Regions from separate parts of the Ovis aries genome. Here region 1 is linked to region 2. Evidence: chromatin contacts called from public Hi-C data. All regions are on one chromosome and are shown on one strand. The core of a region is the stretch at or near the end of the contact, and the rest is flanking DNA. Distances in the headings are between cores, read along the strand shown.

The links. A called contact is a pair of places that touch in the nucleus more often than the background predicts.
Region 1: a contact with region 2 is called in a Hi-C map of liver, with 2.7 times the contacts expected there. The contact joins the promoter of DUS1L here to the promoter of CCDC57 in region 2. A contact is called at or near these places in 2 of 16 Hi-C or Micro-C datasets (hypothalamus and liver).

The regions. Positions count from the first base shown.
Region 1 is chr11:50,308,626-50,313,203 of ARS-UI_Ramb_v3.0, reverse strand. It overlaps DUS1L (dihydrouridine synthase 1 like), which reads right to left and starts at 1,358. Exons shown (of 14, transcript XM_042256235.1): 1 at 1,120-1,358; 2 at 31-524. The coding sequence starts at 267.
Region 2 is chr11:50,162,308-50,166,877 of ARS-UI_Ramb_v3.0, reverse strand. It overlaps CCDC57 (coiled-coil domain containing 57), which reads right to left and starts at 1,795. Exons shown (of 18, transcript XM_042256231.1): 1 at 1,736-1,795. The coding sequence starts at 1,781.

The sequences.
Region 1 (4,578 bases), core at 109-2,608, 150 kb before region 2:
TCGGCCAGCGTTGGAGGCTGGGCCGCTAACCTGTACAATGAGAGGCCGGTCCTCAGGGCACACATCGCAGTACAGGTTCTCCTTGCGGTAGTTGGCATCACGGACAAAAACCTGGGCATGCAGCATGGGTGTGTAGCACAGTTGGGCCCCATGTCGGCGGCTCAGAAGCCTCCAGGCCAGCTCACTTTGGTCCACCATGGGGGCCACCACGTGGCGGGCCCCCCGAAGGGTGCGGCTCCAGAACTCGAAGCCTTCCAGCTTTGGCATTGCCTTCACACTGAAGGGCAAGACCACGGGCTCAGCCGCAGCCAGTGGAGCGCAGGTGCAGGAGGTGACCCCCTCAAGGCTGCTCTAGCGCTGCCTGATGGTCACAAATGCGGGTGCTAAGGGTGTCGGCTGATGCAGGACAGGAACTGACGCCTCATTGCCATCGCCTTCCAGTGGAGACCGTGGACAGGTTACTCAAACTTTCTGCGCTTTAACCTCTCACTTCTTAGCGGGATTAAGATGTCTGCCTGGCAGGACTGGCATGAAGAATAAATGGAACAGTGAGTGATGTCCTGTCAGTGCTTTGCCCAGGGGAGGCCATCACAAAAGGCAGCTACAACCCACAAGGCCTGGAGACCCCCACCAAGGCAGGACCACCCTGTGGCGACCCCACCAAGGGGCACAGGGCAGTCACCTGGACACTCTGCCCTCCTCTGGGTGTCAGATGTATAAAAGCACTACGAGGACGTTCCCTCTGGCTTATCTTACCCATGCCTGGCCGACCTTATCAGAGACACTGTTCCCTACAGTGACTTAACAGGTGGTAGGTAGCCTGAGGCTTACAATCGAAACCCCAAAGGAACAGATCGTGACGAGGGGCTCACTGTCAGAGAACACCCACCTCCTGTACTACTTTGGGAGTTATTAAGCAGGGTCATCGGCTTAACAACTGCCTAAGCGCCCAGCTGTGGGTTTATTTTCGGGAACTGTGAAGCTACATGTAAAAATCAAGATGATGCCCACAGAGGCCTGGACACGAGGCGCCGAGCGCGGGGCCTTCCACCTCCACCCGAAGGAAGACCCCCGGGGCCCCAGAGAACCGCGGGTCAAACCTGAAGGGAACCTACCTACCTGGGCGGAGCCGAGCCACCTGGGCGCCCGAACCGGGTCGCGGCTCCTTTCTACGCAGCTGGGCCCTTCGGAACAGGGGGGAATAGCCAGGGGCCCACTAGGGGTCCCACCGGGAGCTCCGGGGATGCGGCTAGGGTACCGCGGAGTGAGGATCCTGGGCTCGCAGCGCGACTTGAGACCGCCACGCTGGGGCCGCCACCCGGCCGCCGCCGGGCCCAGGGCTCCGCGCTGGGGCCGCCGGGAGGTGCTCCGCCAGGCCGTTCCGGGCGGCCCGCGGTGCTGCGAGAAACGCATTCCCGGGAAACCGCGCCCGGCTGCTGAAGGGCCCGCCGCGCGGCGGAGGGGCTGTGTGCGGAGTCGGGGTCGTAGACTAGAAGTCCACTCCTCCGGGCGCGGCGGGGCAGTTTCGCAGAGGTAGGGCCGGACAGGGGCCGCCGGGACTCTCCCCTCGCTTGCGGGGGCTGGTTATCGCCCGGTGCCACCGTACCCGAGCTCCCGCCCTCCCCAGCAGATGCTCGGGGCTGAAGTCCTCTCTTCGGCCCCCACGCGGAATCTCATAAAGATCTTCGAAGGACCAAAAATCTCTGTTTTATTTCGGAAAGCAAACACCGCGTGAAATTCCTGTCCCGCGGCCCCCAAAGCGCCGCGCTCGGCCTCCCAGACCCACAGAATTCTTCATGGTAAACTTAAGACGTGCGAGAGCCACCGGGTTAGCGAATATAATAACAACCTTACCTCCTGCTCATTCTCCTAAATACTCGCTTCCCTGTCCTAAAGAAACCGACTGATCCTCGTTTCCCCCTTCTCCCTCCCTTTCTCCTATTACCTTTGGTACAGAAACCTCTACCTCTGATTACTGAGTGTCTGTCTTCTGTATCCGCCAGAGGGTTGTGAATATACTTTCTTCCTGTTCACCTGTCTTTTGTCAATTTAATTTGCAGGACCCCTAAACAGTCCCAAAAGGGAAGAGGGAAAGTTTTTCCTTTAGCAGAACCAAGTTTCATTTTATCATTTCATCCTTAAGTATCTCAGTATCCCCCAAAGACAGGAATTTTTAGAGCAGTATCATTAACACACCTGAAAATCCCTATGTCCTAAGATCAAATATCCATCCTTGTGTGTCCAGTATGGCAGCCAGCTGTCACATCTTGAGTGCTGGAATGTGGTCTGAATTAAGACGTGCTATAACAGGAAAAAGACACACCAGGTTTCAAAGTCTTAGGGGAAAAAAAGTAAAAGTTAATTGATAATTTAAAAAATATTAATGATATGTTGAAATTATATTTTTTATATTGCATTAGGTTACATATGAGTGCCTAATATGGCAAAATCCCTGGTGGCTCAGATGGTAAAGAATGTGTCTGCAATGCAGGAGACACCGGTTCGATCCCTGGGTGGATTCCCTGGAGAAGGGAAAGCTGCCCAATCCAGTGTTCTCACCTGGAGAATTCCAAGGACAGAGGAGCCTGGTGGGCTACAGCCCATGGGGTCATAAAAAGTCATACAGGACTGAGAGACTAAGACTAACACTTTTTCTTTTTTTCTTTTTTCAGGTTAAATATATTATTGCAATTAATTTTATCTTTTTAACTTTCTTGAAATGTGGCTACTGGAAATTTTACATTTACATACGTGGGTGGGATTTGTGGCACAGCAGATTGAGGAGCTCACCAAATTTCTTCCCAAAAAAGCAAAGATAAAACTGGACCAAAAAAAAAAAAAAAGGACAGAATTGTTAAAAGCAACCATTTCAGGACTCTGGAAGTTGATCAAATTTCGTACCATATTTGAAAAGCACTTATTTAAAAAAAAGAACCGCACATCTATGAGAAGACCAGTGGGAGTCTATGATTTCAGTATTGTACAACTTTTATTTCCTCCCTTCCACTGGTAACTCCACCAGAGCCTGGTAGGCCTTGAGGGCTCCTAGTTCCTACACACTCTGGAGAGAGCTGACTTGACTGGGAAATTAGGGAAAGCCCCAGAGAACAATTGTAATCACATAGCAGACAACAGGGTGAAAGTATTAGCTGCTCAGTCAAGTCCAACTCTTTTCTACCCCATGGACTGTAGCCCTCCAGGCTCCTTTGTCCATGGGATTCTCCAAGCAAGAATACTGAAGTGGATAACCTTTCTCTTCTCCAGGAGATTTTACTGACCCAAGGATTGGATTGAACCTGGGTTTCCCACATTGCAGGCAGATTCTTTACTGTCTGAGCAACCAGGGAAGCCCCAAACAACTGGGTAGAAACCTGTATCTTGGCTGCCTGATACTGGTTGGAGAAAGCAGTATTCCAGCCATAAATTTAACAAAGAAATTCAGTAGATGAGCTAGCCATGATGGGTCTTGATAAGATAGTGATTTGCTAGGCTGTGCGTATAGCAAGGAAAGACCAGAGTTGGCCACAGCTAAATACACCTGTCTGACTGAAGAAGAAAGAGGCTTTGTGCAAGGAAAAAGGCGGGCCCAAACAATAAACTGCTAACTGCAAAGGGTGAGGCCTTACCAGTTCAGTAGACTTAAGCATAATCACTAACTAATAACTGGCTGGCCATTAAACTATAATGGCCCAGGGATAAGTCTTAGGAAACCAGGCTTGCATATAAAAAAAAGGTTTTATTTTTGGCCTTGCCACATGGCTTGTAGGAGCTAAGTTCCCCAACCAGGGATTGTACCTCAGCCCTCTGCCATGAGAGTACAGAATCCTAACCACTGAACCACCAAGGAATTCCCTAAAACAAAAAAGATTTTTTAAAAATTTAGTAGAGGACTTACCTGGCAGTCCAGTGGTTAAGACTCTGTGCTTCCAATGCAAGGGACACAGGTTCCATTCCTGGTCAGGGAACTAAGATCCTACATGCCTCAGTGTGGCCAATAAAACCAAAAAAATCCAGTAGAGATACCAGTGGCCACACACTGTAGGGGAAACAGACTGTATAGAATTCACCCAGGTTGGGAACTGAACAAACAAATACCAACATCAATAAACACATACAGTAAGGCAGGGAGGGGGTCAGAGTCCAGAGCTACTTACTACAACATATTATAAATGCCTAGTATTTAAAAAAATTTTATAAGACAGTCAAACAAAAAATTTAGGACATACACAGGAAAAAAAAAAAAATGGTTCCTAGAAACTGTCCCTGAGGGGGCTCAAATGATGGAGTTAGCAGGCAAAGAATTAAAGTAGCTATTGTAAATATGTCCAAAGGACAAAAAGAAACCATGGTTAAAGATTTTGTTTTCAAATGTGATGGTGACTCATCAAGTTAAGATTATCAATATCTTTAAATGATTCTTAAAAAGCCAATGGAAATTATGAATTGGAAACACAATAACTAAAATGAAAATTTCAAAAAAAAAAGAAAAATAAAAAAAAATAAAATGAAAATTTCACCAGAGGGCCTCAACAGCAGACATGAACTAGCAAAAGGAAGAACCAGTGAATTTGAAGATAG
Region 2 (4,570 bases), core at 546-3,045:
CTGCCCATTGAGAAAGCCAAAAAGTAATAACCCTCCAGTAGCAACGAGCACACCTCCAAAGATCTTGGTTTCTTAAAAAAAAAAAAAAATCTTCTAAATTAAAAGGAACCAACACACCTCAGAGAAATTTCTGATTCCAGGTTAGGTCAAGGAAAGCACAAGATTGAGTCCAGAATATCCTATGGTACCAGAAAATAAGGAAGTGCTCAAAATGTTGGGGATAGGCTAAAAAGGACACGGAAGCCAACCTGAATGGGCCAAATCTGCACAACAGAGCAACAAAATAAATGACAGTAATGGATTTCTGTGTGTGCATGCTCAGTCTTGGGTGATTCTTTGCAACCCCATTACTGTAGCCAGCCAGGGTCCTCTGTCCATGGAATTTTCCAGGCAAGAATACTGGAGTGGGTTGCCACTTCCTGCTCCAGGGCATCTTCCTGACCCAGGGATTGAACCCCCATCTCTCCTGTCTCATGCACTGGCAGGCAGATTCTTTACCACTGAGTCACCTTGGAAGCCCTTAGTAATGGTCTATAACCTATGAAATAAAATTAAAATGTCCACGCCAAGATAAATAACTGAATAACTTAAAATATGGAAGGTTCTTCCTTACAGTAGAATTCCAACTTGAAAGTAAAAATAATGGAAATGAAAAAATCACTCTGTGGCAAAAGCAACACTTACAATTGTTTCAGAAAATGCTCACTTCTGGATGCTAAAATTAGTGATTTTAAACAATATATTTACACACTTTCAAAGTAACTCCCCACGGGAAAAATGGTAACTCAATGATGGAAACACCTTGTAGATATCCCCTAACACAAACGACCAAAGTTAGTATCAGCAGTAATGGAACAAATCGACATTATATGACTCCTGATAAGATGCAGAGAAAAACACAATTTCACAGGAAAGGTTTTTCTTACCAAAAATGCATAACTTAAAAGTAATCATAAGGGAACATCAGAAAAACCCAAACTGAGGGGCATTCTACAAAATAATTGACTCATAAAAGTCAAGGAATGACTGAGGAAGCACTTCCGATTAAAGAATAAGAAAGAAAACACGGACGGTCCTGGATTGGATCTTGTAAAAGAGAAAAGTCATCCGTGGGATAATTGCTGAGTCTGAATAAATCCTGTACATTAGATCATGGTTTTGTATGAGCTAAGTTTCCTCAGTTGGCTAAAAAGAACTATGGTAACATAAGAGATTAACATTTGGGGGCACCTTGGTAAAAGCACCGAGGCAATCTTTATACTTATTCTGCAACTCTTTTGTAAATCTCAATTTTTTTTCTTTAGTTACTCTGGACCAGGCTGCCTGGGTCTGAACCTGTCCTCACTGGCTGTGGAACCGGTAAACTCTCCCATCTCTGCGGCGCCCACGTCTTCAGGTTCCTGAAGGAGTCGAACAACAACGCAGAGCACTCAAAGCGTGGCGCCAACGAATGCCCTAGCCTTCCCACCTCGCATGCGACACGCGCGCTTCAGACAAGAGCCCGGCGGGCTCTGCGTACCGGGCTCCGCGGGCCCGGCACCGCTCTCGCGCCCACAGCCCTGCAGGGTGGCCTCAAGGGAGTGCGCGGCGTCTGGCAGGACTTGGAGGTCTCGGGTTTTTCCAAGAAAAGAGACGACGCCCGTGAAAAGCGACCCAAAGGGCCACAGCTTCTCGCGTCGCCGGCCCCTGAGGCCCCTTGGCGCCCCGCCGCGTCGCCCCCGCGCCCGCGCCTCACCTGGAACGCTGGCCCCGAGCAGCCTCTTGTCCCTCCGCGTTGCCATGGTAACCTGAGTCTGTCGGCCGCCGTCCGGGCGCTCTTGGTACAGCGCTCGGGTTCCGCCGGCCGGAAACGGGAGCCCTGACATCTGGTTCCGGATTCTTCGCGCCCCGCCCGCGCGCAGGTACACCAGACGAGGAAGGTTTCGGACTATCGGATGGCAGGTGGCCGGGTTCCGCGATCCCGCCGGTCTCGGAGCCCGGAAGCTGTTGGCGGCTCTGACGGGTCGGGGTGGGGCTTACGGGGAGCTGTACCTGGGAGGGGAGGGGCCCAGGCTGCACGTGGGCGTGGAGCGGAGTAAAAGTCCGAGACAACGAGAACTGCGTCTTCACGCGTGGATCCTCCGGCAGTGAAACAGGCAGACACTGCGAGGGGGACCCAGAAGAGGCGGGCAAGCAGTGAGCTCTGCGTGTCCGGGATTAGCGGGGCTCAGGATGGCAGGATGGCCTTTCTGGCCAGCGCCCTTGATCTGGGCGCTGTTGCACCGTGTGCTTGGCTTATGAGAATTCATGTTTGTGTGCACTCATAACCTGTGTGCTTTGGTGTTTGTGTGTCCGAGTTACGGGTTAAAAAAAAAAACAAAACCACCTCACAGAGGCAACGAGCAAACCAATATGTCACTGCCCCCATACTTAGAGATCCTCTTCCCCAGTATCTGAAGGTCTACTGGAGCCGAAGAGGACCAGTTGTCCGAACAAAGGTTCAGCCTGCCTGGGCAATCGCACCGTGGAGCTCCAGGAAGTAATGGGCACAGAGGCAGTGGTGGCAGCAGAGAGGGGGACATAGTCTTTGGTCCAGCCTCTCCTCTCCATCTGTGTTTTCTCCACCCTGATGGCATTCTAGCTGCACAGGGCCAGTCCTCAAGCTGTTCCTACCAGACCTCTCAGCACAGTTAATAGTAAGAAAGGTTCTGCTTTAAAAGGCAGCTCTTAGAGGGAGGTCCAGGGGTTATTAAACATCAGGCAGATCAATAATTCAAGCCTCCTTGAAAATGGAAGAAGTGATCCTATCAGTGCACAGAAACCATGTGAAAATAGCCCTGCCTTCCTGCCTGGGGAAGCCACAGAGGATCCGCATGACCTTTAACCTATATCCCATAGGCCCTGGGCAGCCTCACTGCCCCCAGCCCAGCTTCAAAGGGCAGTCCAGCTTCAAACCCCAGGCCCACTCCTCTTGTTACAGTTTTCTGGGACTCTGTTTGCTCTTCTCCATAAAGTAGAGATAATGCCTTCCATTCCCCGTGCATTTGAGGATCAGAAACAACATATGAACTACATGCGTGCTGGGTCAACCCCAGTGAAGGGGCTCTGGGGTCTGTGTGTGTAAACCAAAAGGGCCAAGAGGATACACACTTTTGAATAAAAATAAACCCTAACAACAAACAAGAGTTCTGTACCTCACCATCCACGTTCTGAAACCTGACCAACCCCACCATGACCTTCTCCCTCCAATTACCCCGACACTAACCCTAACCTGAGCCCTGACCTTGACCCTAACTCTGTGACTTCACCAACACGAATTCTACCCCCTAACCCTGACCCACCCAACCATAACCCTGTCCCTGCAATAAACCCCATCCTGACCCTGGGCACTAAACCTAAGGGTGGCCCTCGATTCCTATGGTGGGGCCAGCTCCTACCACTTCAATCGCCCAATATCCCAGAACCTCTGATTCCCTCACCTGAGCCCCAAATAAGGCTTTTGGGGTGCTGGGCCAGAGAGGGACAGTACTCCCCTGCCCCTGCACATCACGCGCCCCCCCCCCACCCCCACAGAATGATAGAGGCTGGTGGTGGGCCCTCACCACCCTGGGAAGGGCCTTGTCACTTCTGGTGGGCCCACAGCCCCACTAGGGCCTGCAACTTTGTCCACTTGGGCTCTGGAGCTCGGCCTCTTAACTGTGCCCCATGTCCAGGAGCTCAGTAGATGCTCGTGGAAGGGGAGAAGGGACACACTGATCACTCTCTACCCAGCTCCCTGCCCGATCTTCCCACAGGTCAGGCCAGACCCAACATTCTCCCAGTCTGTCTCCCCCGACCTGCCCACCATCCTGCCAGTCAGACCAGACCCCCTCTTCCACCCAGAGTGCCCTCTACCCACCCTGCAAGGCAGGTGACTCTTCAGCCAGCCTGCTGCATCCACACTGTAGCCAGTGCTGACGGACCGTGTGTCTGTCCTGGGGCCGCACAGTGACCACAAATGGGGCATGAGACAACAGTTTGGGAGGCCACAAACCCAAATCAAGGTGTCTGCAGGGCTTTGCTCCCTCCAAAGGCCCTGGATAGAATCCTGACCCACCCTTTCCAGCTTCAGGTATCTAGTGGCGCTATCCTTGCTGCCCCTCAGCCCACTGGCACATCACTCCACTCTCTTCCACCCTCATCACGTGGCCTTCCTCCCAGGTCTGTCTTCACAGGTTCTTTTTCCAAAGACACCAGCCCTATTGGGCTAGAGCCACCCTGCTCCCATGTGACCTCATCTTAACTAATTACATCTATAAAGATCCTATTTCCAGTGACTTCCCTGATGGTCCAGTGGCTAAGACCACAACTCACGATGCAGGGAGCACAGGTTCAATACCTGATCAGGGAACTAGATCCCACATGCTGCAACTAAAGAGCTCTCATGCCACAATGAAATTGAAGATCCTGCGTGCAGCAACTAAAACCTGGAACAGCCAAATATATAAATATATTTTTAAAAGTCTCTGTTTCCAAGGAAGGTCACATGCTGAAGTACTGGGACCAGAACACATCTTTTTGGGGCCACCATTCAACCCACTACAGACTGCTT